2 separate regions of the Mus musculus genome follow, and region 2 is linked to region 1. A link is a contact called in public Hi-C data. All regions are on one chromosome and are shown on one strand. Each heading gives the region's core, a stretch centred on a gene start, on an enhancer-like site or on the middle of the called end of the contact. The rest is flanking DNA. Distances are from core to core; before and after follow the strand shown. Region 1 has its middle 4.3 kb from the start of Gm39043. Region 2 overlaps Arnt2 (aryl hydrocarbon receptor nuclear translocator 2).

Region 1 (3,127 bases), core at 197-2,696:
TGGAAGCAGGCAAAATACTCCTACACATAAAATAAAATAACATTAAACCTTAATTAATTAAAACCAGAGAGCCGTGAAGAGCAGAAGGCTGAGGAGTCCAGTAGAGAGGAGATTGATTCTGCCATGATCTGTCAGAACGGCGCTGGCTTCTTAGAGAGAGATTTCAGGATTTGCTAGGAAGGATGGAAAGGATTTCAGCAGCCGAGCTTCTCCGACAGAGAAAACAGTTCAAATGAGGGTTTGTAGGGGAACAAAGAATTCGCCCTCTGCATTTGGAAAGAGCATTAAGAGTTGAGTTTCTTACAACACAGGAAGCATTTGCTTGAGGCTAAGGATTCCCGCGCTTGTGTTGAACAAAGTTAAGAGAGAGGCAGGCTAGCAGGTTCCCTTTTTTGGAACAGGTAACCAGGCTACAGAGCTGTTAAGTAACAGAAAATCAGGTCTCCCCTGGCAATCTTGTACTTAACTTTGTGACTTTAAGGTTTGAGACAGGGCCTAGGGACTGACGCTTCCTCTTGGAAGTAGGAAGCAAAGTTTGGGATTTCTTTTTTTTTTCTTTCTTTTGCTGAATGGGTGGATGAGGGTGTCAGAGAGGAGGAAGGGAGGATCCCCCCAGTACCATTTTAGGCTGTTTCCCTTAGCAACCCCACGGATGGATTTCCGTGCAGCCTCTTTCCCTTCCCGGTTCCTTTTCTGTTTTCCAAGGGGAACAATGAGGGAGTGAGGGATAAGCGGTGATGTTTATCTTTCCAGCTCAGACCTTTCAACTGCTGGAATCCCCCAGGGCTGGGGAAGGGTGGGTGGAGTCACTTCCCACTGTTGCCAAGGGTGGGAGACCAGTCCCTCCTGCTGGGGCAGGGGGTGCGTGGCTTCCTCATAAATAGGAAATGTATCTCCCAAATTGGAGTCATCAAGGACTTATCTCCAGCCGCAGACACCAGAGAGGAGCCCTGCCCTATCCTTTATTCCGAAGAGAGAAGCCTGCCAGCGGGGAGAGGAGAGGGTCACTCGAGAGAACCAGCCCGGAGAGCTGCGCTGTCATTCAAGTGTCAAAGGAGACATCTTCCTGCCAGACTTCCCACACTGGCCTCTGCCCCTCCTGGAACACTTTATTCAGGAATGGGAGGAGCACTGGTTCCTTGTAGAATAGAGAGTCAAGGGGAATTTTGGTCCATTCCTTGGCATGAGTACAAAATTCTGAGCCGAATATCTACTTGCTTAGAAACTGCTCATATCTGAGCAGCAAGCTCTTTACTGACCCAGCCACCTTCCCAACCTGGGATCTTCTAAAAACACCTACCATTGCCAGGTATTTATTTCCAGGCTTTAAACTTGCCTTTGTGTATTCCTTAGGTTCCCAATTTTTTGTCCTTCCCAAAGACAGTGGTTCCTCTTTTCACTTCCTCAAACCGAGGGCTGGTTGAGCCAGTCCGAACTACCCAGTCAGTAACTTGATACCAGTTTAATGTGTTTGAGGAAGTAGCTTGGGGGGATACTTAGTTCTGTGGGCTTTGTTTTGTACCAGGTCATGCTAATTTTCCCCAAGGAACTTCTGATCCATCCGGGTTCCCTGCAGAAGTTATAACAGTGAGGAGGAGGAGGAGGAGGAGGAGGAGGAGGAGGAGGAGGAGGAGGAGGAGGAGGAGGAGGAGGAAGTGGAAGCAGCACTGGGTTAGAGGCAGACACATGTGCTGTTCTGCCAAATATTCTACTTTTAATTTTTACCTAGCACTGATGGTGGTATGAAGTCTTGGTGGTCTCAGAGGTGATTCTGGGGACTCTGGGCAACAGTAACTTGCTAGCCCATGGCCACACATTCATAATGGAAGAGCCAGGAACTACTGGTCCTCTCGCAGATCCCCCTGGAGCTGTCCCCTGATCTTTCTCAGTGCCTCTGCTTGTCCTTGCTTCTTCTGGCAGGGATGCTGTGGGATGCTGATTAATGAGCAGTGGCACCCTCCGAAGCTCAGCGTGGAGACAATGACTGGATCGGTTCCAGGAATCTGAAGTATGCACCTGACCAACTGACCTCACTGTGTTGTTGTAGGCCACACCAAGGCTCCCTTCCTTGGCAAAAGGTTTTGTAGCTCTGCAGGCACACTTGGGGGCGGCAAGTACCATCTGGAACACTAGGGTGAGACTGGCATCCCATTGCTACTGAGTCTCGCCATGCTCCCGAACTGAGCCAACAAATGACTCTGCCACATGGCAGGAGAAGTGTGCCAAGAAGTCCAGGTTTATTTAGCACAAGTAATAATGGGCCTACAATATTCGCACACAGGGAAAGGATCAGGAAGACTGGCTGTGATCTCCCTGAGTTGATGGGTTAGAACTGGGTCAGAGAAAGTGTTGAGATGCGGCCAAGTTCAGGTTTTCTAGGCCAGTAGCTGTACAAGATCTCTTGCAGGAAACTTAGAGGAAGGTGATCCATACTGTACTATAAAAACTCAATCAGAAAATTGGGTCCCAGCAATTTGATAGATTTTTTTTTTTTTGATTGCTGAGGACAGGGACAGGCTTTCGTCCTTGGTAGAAAAACACAAGGGACCCTGGCATAGTTTACAGATATCTCAAGACCCAGGGCTTAAATCGTAAGACAGGAGATGGGGTTGCTGGTGAGATGGCTCAGCGGATAAGAGCACCGACTGCTCTTCTGGAGGTCCTGAGTTCAAATCTCAGCAACCGCATAGTGGCTCACAACGATCCATAATGAGATCTGAAGACAGCTACAGTGTACTTACATATAATAAATAAATAAAATCTCAAAAAGAAAAAAAAGACAGGAGATGGGATCAGAAGTCAAGTTGGCCCTAGGTCATTAAACTGGACAATAATTTGGTAGGGAAGAACTTTGTCTTTCAGGTTGAATACAGTATGGAAATTCTATAAGCACAGAACACCCTGAAGTGAAGGGAGCGGCGGCAGCTAAAGGAAGGTTAATTCAGGTTTGCCAGGCCCGGGCACTTATGGATTTGAAAGATTAAAAGTGTCAACCCCATGGCAGCATGGTCATTAGAGGACTGAATCCCAGAGAAGTACATCATTGCAAAGAAAGCCGAGGCAACTCTGAGCACTCAGGATGAACCCAGCATTGCTCAGATCCACTCACAGGCCTTAAGGCATTTAA
Region 2 (3,127 bases), core at 235-2,734, 550 kb before region 1:
ATTGCATACATACTCGTGGGTGGGAAGGTACTGTTTCTCTCCATTCTACATGTGTATGATTGTATACACACTTATAGGTGTTGGGTATAGCTTCTCTCCATGTTACACAGTATGATTGCACACGTTCTCAGGTAGGAGCCATAGTTTCTTGGTCTTTAATTTTTCATATACAAGTCATGACTCCAGGTTTCCAATGAACTCCAGTAGACTCAGGATCTAGACCACCCTTTTCTTTCACCTGATGCTGGCCTGATCCGAAGCTTGCCTAGCAGGGCTGGAACCCTTTACTACACCACTCAGTTCTTCCTATATCTATTCTGTAGGGTATTGAGTAAAGAAAACTCTGTCAAAATGAGGATGACAAACTATCCTGACTTGCTTGTGACTGTTTCAGCACCAAAGTCCTGGAGTCCAAGAAGACCTGCCCTTGGTCACTCCAAGCATCTCATTGATCTTTAGGCCTGGATTGAGGGCCAACTAGTCAGTTATGTTTTGTAGGAGTTTGCTTATTTATTATAATCCTATCAAAGGCCCTTGAGATGGCTCAGTGGTATGGGCACTTGCTGCCATGCCTAATGACCTAAGTTACATAACCATATCCACAGATAGAAGGAGAAAGCCTAATCTCTCACATGTCCTCTATCTCCACAGGCAAACGCAAGAGTGGAAGAGCTTGCTCTTTCTCGAGCGTGCTCTGCTCTCTCTCTCTCTCTCTCTCTCTCTCTCTCTCTCTCTCTCTCTCTCAATGTTACAGAAGCTGTGATATCAAATTGAACTGAATGGGATTTTAAAAATAACTGTGTATATTACACCTATTTACGGTTTTGATGAATCCAGGCACAAATCATTTGGAATTTTGAAAACGTAGGTAGTTTATGAAGGCAGAAAAGGTGATCTTTCCCTTTACAAGCACTAGGTGGCAGTGTGGCTCTGCAAAAATGCAACTGACCTCAGTTAAACATTTTTGGTGGTTATTTTCCACAGGCAATTTCCAGGAAGGTGAGATGATAGCTTAGTAATTATACAGGATATTAATGAGCTTTCTTTATTTAGAATTCCCACATTCAGCTCCATTTGTCCTGTAGACAGCTCTGGCCCAGGGCTGAACTTCCAAAGCCATGCTGTGGAGAGCGATACATGGTCATCTCGCGGGTGACATGCATGTGGTCTTCTGTCTTTTCCCTTCATCCTGTCCATCTCCGTTCCTCTTTGTACAGAGGAATTTCTTTCATCACAACTGCCATTTTTGTTGTGAGGACAGTTGGGTTTTGAGGACCAAGGATCTAAGTGGATGAGGGATCCCGTCAGGGAATTCTGGACATGTCAACTCAGGCTGCACTGCATATAATCCAGAGCAAAGACATGCAAAAGCTGTCCTCATTCCCTTCATTTTGCCGTATCTGATCCTAGTTCCTAGGTCCCTCGAGTTCTTGCTTAGCCACACATCTCACTGGGGCTCATCTTGAGGTATGTGGACAAGTATGCTCTTTATGTGTAACATGACTGCCTCCTGGTGGCCTGGGTGCCCCATGCATTTCCTGGGTCACTTATTCAATCCCTCAAAGACTAGGAAATGAAGTTCACCCTCCCTATGAGGGACCAGAAGGTGTGGCCTCTGTAACTGTGGTCTTCTGGCACATACTTCATTCTCTGCTTGTTTATTGTTTGAGCCGAATCTCACTGGGTATTCTCCATTCTCATAATAAACTGCTAAAACATGGAATTCCTCAGACCTCCAGTCAGGCAGCCAGCCTCTCTCCTGCTTGGATCATGAGACTATATCTCACCAAATCCTTCAGGCCTACTAAAAACAAGCAGGGTGATATAGGGTCTGCAGATGGATGCCACACTCAAGAGCCATGCTGACTGCTCATTTCCTACCGCAGAAACTCTGGGTGCACTTGATCATGGTTATGTTCCCCTCTGCCCTAACATCTTCCAACCTGTGTGTGCTGACATCAGAAGCACTTGGGCCTTTAAGAAGGATCATTTGGAGTGTTAGTTCAGTAAGAATTCACCAAAACATTGATATTAACAAGGGGAGGCCCAGCAGAGAAGAATCTCAAGAGTAATTCTGTGAGCTTCAACGAGCAGACAACCAGCTTCAGTGATTTTGGTATCAAAGGCCCATTTCCTCCTCAACAGCCTGTTTGATCCTGGGTGTAACAGGCTGGTTTTCTTGAAGGACCTTTGCCCTGAGGTTGGTAGAGACTCACCAAGTCACAAGCAGTATTCTCAGACAGCTTCACTGTCCCCTGATATTATGTCATCGCCCTTTGAACTTACTGTCTTCCAAATCCCTTGAGCAATATACCATAAAAGTAAGAAATTAAGTGCTGGTATAGAATACATGATGTGGATGGACCCACATACTCCAGGGATGATGGCAGACAAGAAACATTGATGCCTTCACACAACATGGCCTGAGTCATCCATTGGTGACCTGAGAAGCGTCAAAGGGGGACAAGTTGACACTTGAGTATTCCTATTTCTGACCAGAGAACTAATAGTGAGTGTACTGGAGACCTTTTGTTTGTAATTTTTTTCTCTTGAGACTCTGCGGATACTGTTTAGCATGGCCAAAGGTCGGAAGCATTGAGCAGCGATGTGATGGGGTGAAAATTGGAAGCATTGCATAGCGATGTGATGGGGTGAAGACTCCCCTGCGTTCACAGCTCATGTAACCAATTAGAGTCCTCTGAGAGTTATAACTAGTTCTTACCTGTGCCTTTGACTTTCCAGAATGGACTTCGATGACGAAGATGGTGAAGGTCCCAGTAAATTCTCAAGGTGAGTTTATTTTACCTTTCTTAAGCCAGTAGCCAGCAGTCACATGACTGTCATGAACAGGCACTTAGTGCCTTTTGTCACTGAGCAAGCCATTGCCTGATCTCTGGCCCTCTTGTGTACGTCTCATTTAATGCAAGTATTTGGCTTGGTGGCAAGCAACTTAGTAATCCTGAAGTGTCCCAAGCCTAGCCTTGTGGTACATGCTTGAAATCTCAGCACTTGCGAGTATGAGGCAGAAAGATGGCAAATTCAAGATAAACCTAAGGCATAGAGCAAGATTTTGTCTCAAAATAACCCATAGCAAATGTGAGTTCTTAATCCTGTTTGCTTTTAAGTT

What was found. A called contact is a pair of places that touch in the nucleus more often than the background predicts.
Region 2: a contact with region 1 is called in a Hi-C map of neural progenitor cells, with 4 times the contacts expected there. The contact joins two enhancer-like sites. A contact is called at or near these places in 1 of 15 datasets of contacts at CTCF or cohesin (large pre-B cells), 6 of 484 Hi-C or Micro-C datasets (adipose-derived mesenchymal stem cells, cerebellum, embryonic fibroblasts and 3 more) and 2 of 115 datasets of contacts at active chromatin or transcription factors (extraembryonic endoderm stem cells and microglia).

The regions. Positions count from the first base shown.
Region 1 is chr7:83,808,205-83,811,331 of GRCm38.p6, reverse strand. No RefSeq gene overlaps it. Among named protein-coding and RNA genes, the nearest start is that of Gm39043, 4.3 kb to the left of the region's middle. Within about 2 kb of position 1,446, at least 102 of the 459 cell types and tissues checked have an H3K27ac peak or open chromatin away from gene starts, as enhancers often do. A contact at or near this core is called in neural progenitor cells, where this site is marked.
Region 2 is chr7:84,354,183-84,357,309 of GRCm38.p6, reverse strand. Arnt2 (aryl hydrocarbon receptor nuclear translocator 2) reads left to right here. Exons shown (of 19, transcript NM_007488.3): 3 at 2,743-2,790. Among named protein-coding and RNA genes, the nearest start is that of Gm30873, 19 kb to the right of the region's middle. Within about 2 kb of position 1,484, at least 26 of the 459 cell types and tissues checked have an H3K27ac peak or open chromatin away from gene starts, as enhancers often do. A contact at or near this core is called in neural progenitor cells, where this site is marked.